Regions from separate parts of the Gossypium hirsutum genome. Here region 2 is linked to region 1. The links are chromatin contacts, called in public Hi-C maps. All regions are on one chromosome and are shown on one strand. Each heading gives the region's core, a stretch centred on a gene start, on an enhancer-like site or on the middle of the called end of the contact. The rest is flanking DNA. Distances are from core to core; before and after follow the strand shown.

What was found. Hi-C and Micro-C count contacts between places; a contact is called where the count stands out from the background.
Region 2: a Hi-C map of leaf shows a contact between it and region 1, with 3 times the contacts expected there. The contact joins the enhancer-like site here to the promoter of LOC107949460 in region 1. A contact is called at or near these places in 9 of 34 Hi-C or Micro-C datasets (callus, hypocotyl, leaf and 1 more).

What each region holds. Positions count from the first base shown.
Region 1 is chrD01:32,804,863-32,807,562 of Gossypium_hirsutum_v2.1, forward strand. LOC107949460 (transcription initiation factor TFIID subunit 12) reads right to left here and starts at 1,440. Exons shown (of 9, transcript XM_016884113.2): 1 at 765-1,440; 2 at 518-673. The coding sequence starts at 1,268.
Region 2 is chrD01:32,948,918-32,951,617 of Gossypium_hirsutum_v2.1, forward strand. No RefSeq gene overlaps it. Among protein-coding and RNA genes, the nearest start is that of LOC121213523, 15 kb to the right of the region's middle. Within about 2 kb of position 1,299, at least 1 of the 9 cell types and tissues checked has an H3K27ac peak or open chromatin away from gene starts, as enhancers often do. A contact at or near this core is called in leaf, where this site is marked.

The DNA of each region.
Region 1 (2,700 bases), core at 190-2,689:
ATCAAACACAAATTCACCCAACATTTATAATCATGATGACAATAATGTGTTCTTTTCTTTCACATTCGATGATAGGAGAATGGGGATTGGTATGCTAAGGATCGAACCCTAGGTCTCATGCCACACAATACAAGAATCTGGCTATGAAGCCAAGAGGTTGTTGGCAACCACAATGTGTTATATAGTAGATAATAACACCTTAGCTCTCTTGACGAACTCCTTAAAGCAGCTTACTTCAACCTACCAATACTATATTCAAATTAAGATTAAAAATAATAATACAAGTCAGGGAGAAAGGATTAGTATTTTCTAGATTCAACCAACAGTTCTAAGCAGCCTTAAAAATCTAAAACATTATTAAGAACTCTATTAAAATATGCTAAAACTGTTATTACTGCGACCATTTAAATTCAACTAACATTTTTTAGCATTATTAGAACATTATTGACAAAAAATCAATGTCATTTAAATTAATAAAAAGAAATAATATACATTAATCCTTAAAAATAATACTAACTTGGGTAGAAGGGGACTGGCTAGTTGGTGAAGATGTTGGTCTAAGAGATGATTGCAAAGGCCTTTGTTGATGCTGAGCAGAAATCCCACCTGGTCTCATTTGTGAACTTGAACCAACTGATGATCCCATCCCTATTCCTCGCATCATTGGCCTTGCCTATGAAAAAGAAATATCACAAGAAGAGGAAATTTCAGCATCAAAAGCTCAAAATCGTGAGTGAAAATAACCCACAAGCTTAAAATCCAACCTGGGAAACATTGGAACTAGAGGTTCCACCGAAGGAATGGCCAAAGGAACCGGTAAACGGAGTGGATTGCGGAGGTGAAGGAGAAGGAGGCGAGGGGCCAGAATGGGACGAAGGAACACCGAGGGCAATGCTGCCTCGCGGCTGAGAGGAAAGTGAAGGGGAAGGAGACGATGAGGCGGAAGGAGAAGAGGAAGAGAAATGAGTGAACTGGGCAGAGTGCTGTTGCCATGGCCTCGAGAATGCAGCGGCGGATCTTGGCTGATGAGAGGGGAGAGCTGGTTTAGGCTGCGGCGGCTGTTTCGGTGGTGGTATGGCGGAAGGTAAGGGTTTCGGGATAGGGTTGGGGTTAGGGTTAGGGATTGCGGTAGAGGATGTTGAGGACGGGGGCGTTGGCGTTGTTTGTTGTTGAATTTGTGGCTGCGGCTGTGGTTGCGGAGGTGGGTCGACGGCGGAGGAAGGAGGAGGAGCATTAGGGGTTGGCGGCGGTGGTTGCTGTTGGTCCATCAGGAGTGCAAGGATGGAAGGATTGAAGAGGAAGTTTAGTTGGTTTATCAACTGTAGACGAGCTCTCTTTTTCCTCTCTGAACTTTTAAAACACACATTAAAATAAGCTATTGGATAAACTACAAATTTAGATCTTAATTTTATAAATTTGTCAATTTAATCCTATTTCTTTGTTTCGGGGTTTGAATGAAAATGTTTGCACTAAATATAAGGAAAGGAGTTATAAATATTGCTTATAATATCTGCAAACTTTCTATGGGGATTGGATAGTTGTAATCTTCAAATTTATTTATTATCTGTATTAAATTGGATAATTGTAATCTGTTTTTATTGGATTTATTTTCCAGTTCATTAAACTATCATCATTTAAACAAAATCTCACCATTCTGCATCTAATCTCCCTTGCTTAATACACTTAATGCATCAAAATAGGTATCATCATTTTAGATACTACTAAATGTTTTAATTAATATTATTAATTCCTTAAATATTCTCATTTGGATCATTTATAAATTTTCTTTCGACCGTTTTATTAAGGGTTAAAGTAAAAATTTATCAACGGTTTTAAAAAGTTGATTGACAAGGAAGCATAAAGAATGGTCAAAGAAAAAAGCTCTTAAAATATGCAAAATTCTGATAACGGAGGTGCTAGTGATTCTAGATCTGATGGGGATCGGAACACTAAGAAAGTGAGATTAAGGAAGGAATCGATGGAGAGGTTGCTACTATGGTTGTGGACTCTTATCTAATCCCGAATTTGTCTTGGAAGGACAAGCTTTTAGGGGGAGGAGCAGTCATTTTTGGTATGGCTTGTAATGACCCTAGCGAGGGAAGTGAAAGTGATTTTGAGTTGTTAGAAGGTGATGTGAGTACGACCATGGTCAATGGGATTCCAGCAATTGTCTTCTCGGACAGTATTTAAGAAATTCTCTTCAAAGAGATGGAATTGACGGTCGTACTCAAGCTTTTAGGGCGAAGCATTGGCTATAACACTCTTCATAATCAAATAAGCAGCCTATGGAAACCTACAAAACCATTCCATCTCATGGACATAGAAAACAATTATTTTTTTGTTAGGTTTCAGAACAATAAAGATTATAATCGAGTATTGACTCAGGGACCATGGATCATTTACGGCCAGTACCTTACTGTTCAACCTTGGACTAAAGATTTTACTTCATCGTAGCCATATCCCAGCGTGGTGATGGCTTGGACCCGGCTATCGAAACTCTCGAGATTTATATATAAATCGAAGACATAGAGGTCATCAGGGGGCTAGTCGAAAAAGTGGCAAAACTGGATTTTTTAAACTGATAGCAGAACCAGAGGCCAGTTCGCTCGTCTGGCTATGTTTATTAACATTGACAAGCATTTTCTTTCTCAGGTTATGGTCGACGGCATCGTCTAATGAGTGGAATATGAGGCGCTTCAA
Region 2 (2,700 bases), core at 49-2,548, 140 kb after region 1:
AGTCGCCCTCTACTTCCTATAATATAAATTATTTCTATTCACCCTCTACTTCTTATAATATAAAAAATTATTTCTAAAAGAAATCATAAATGTCCAACTTGTTAAGGCAATAATCAAATTGTTTCTTTCCTAATGTTTTTTGTAAATATATCTGCTAGCTGATCTGTAGTAGAGACATACGAAAGAGAAATAAGATTCTCTTAAATTGCATCCCGAATAAAATGACAATTCACCTCAATATACTTTGTATATTCGTGATTAATAGAATTATGAGCAAAGAACAGACTAATTGTGACAAAGGAATAGATTCATTATATTATTAATGTGTAGTTTTTTCACATTAAAACCTAATTAAAACAAACAGTTTCATTGGTAGTGATATATATTTGTTTAATATTGTGGTTTTAAAAAAATTAAAATTTATTAAATATTCATAATTATTATTATATAAAACTTGGAATTTTTAAATCTTTCGTGCATTGCACAACCAAGAAAAGTGATATATATAACACATTCCATTTGCTAAAAGTTTCTTAGAGTAATAATATAAATTATAATATATTATTTGAGAATCAATTTTACCAAGTAAATTATTTTAAATATCAATATAATTAATTTATAATATACCATATTTTTATAATAAAATTACATAAAGCAATTGGTTTTATATAACAAATTAATGTTATATCATTTCGATGCAAACAAATAACCATAAAAATATGGATTTTAATTAAAATATACTTAAAATTATTATATTACAAAAAAAAGTTTAATTTAAATTAATATTAAATTAGTAATTTATATTGAGGTTTAGACCTTGAAATTACCTAAATATAATCAAGGTTTTCATAATCAAATTGGTTAGACCATCAATTTTTTGGTTCAATTGAATAAATTATTAAAAATTTAAAAATTAAAACAATAAAAATAGAGAAAAACCGATTTAATCAATTTTTTAGCTCAATTCAACCAATTTGTGATTCAATCTATCCAACCCCTTATTCCAAATTGAAACCACGACTAATTCTTGATCTAACCAGTCCGACCAAATAATTTAATATAATTCAAAATACTGAATATAATTACATTTAATGCAAAATAATTTAAACTCGAATCTAAAATAATTTAAACACCTAAAATTTTAAACTTTAAATGAAAAAAAAAACCTAAACTCAAAATAACCTAACATAAACCTATCAAATCAGTCCATTGCCACCTCAACTCATGGATAGAATGTTGGATTAAGGAAAAGGAAGAGATTTTATAAATATAAGCTGGGTACACGGTCCAGCCCATTTAAATTGTAGCCTATAAGTTCTCAAAATACCTTTTTCTTCAGCTAAGGGCCAGCTTACAATTACACACTAACAAATTGCATTATATACCAAAAATACCTTTGGAAACCATGTAGTTAATATATATATATATATATGTATGTATGAGTTTAAAAATAAATTAATAATGATATATATACAATCTATATTGAATTAAAATAAAAAATTAATTTAAATTATAAGTAAAAAAAAACTTTAAATACCTAAACATATCATATTATAAATATTAAATACAATCTAATTGTTCATCATCATTTTTTTATTTTTTATAACATGTTAAAATGTTATCATGTTGGTCAAAGGAAAATTCAATATTGAGTCGATTTGTGGCACCAACTTAATCGCAGATATTATGTATACTAATTTTTGTTACACCCATGATGTAAGTGAAAGAAAAACATAATATTAAAATTATAATTATAAAAAAAAATGGGATGAAGTTCAAAACTGCACATGAACTTTGGTTCAATGTGCAATGCTATAGGTGAACTATAATTTTGTACAAATTTATACATTAAATGTTTATTTGATTCAAATTTCACAATTTACTAATACAACTATAGATATAACATCATTTTAAACAAATAGTTATATTTATTTAATACAAAAATAAAATTAATATACTTATTTCTTTAAATTGTAAAATTAGATCAAAATCGGAGTTTCATATATACATTTGAACTACAATAAAATAATTAAAGTTTGTGCATCAAAATTGTACTTGAACCAAAATTCATGTAGAATTTTGATACTTCTCCCTAAAAAATATCAATAATTGAGTTATAGATGAAATGGTAAAATACTTATTGTAAACATTGTTTAGGCTTAGGTACATTCTTACACATTACATTAAATTATTCAAAAAATTTATAAAAAAATTATATAGATATCGGTAAGGATTTCATACAAGAAAAATTAAGAACCTGTCAAATATATTTAATTTACATTAAAAAAATAAAAATTAAAAAATAAAAGAATACATGACCTGCTTGTAGAGTTGTTTAGTTCAATTGCAAATGTACCCTACAATAATCTTTTGGTTAAATGAAATAATTTCAGTTTTAGTCTCTCCCAGTTATAAGTATTCAATTTAAATCCTTTTAAAACAGAAAAATTACCCCAAGCACATTAAAATTCTAAAATTTTATTATCCACAAAAGGAGATGTGTAGTACAAAGCCAGTTTCAATCAAAGCATCCTTGTTGATTTGTGTAGCTAAGGCAGCCATTACAGGCCGGCACGACGCCACCATTGTCATCACTCTCTCTATACCAAATGTTTGTGGTGGGCAATCATTTGAAGGAGACAAGGCCTGACTTCGGCAGGCACCGGTGGGGTTAATCATCAACCAAATTTCATTAATTTA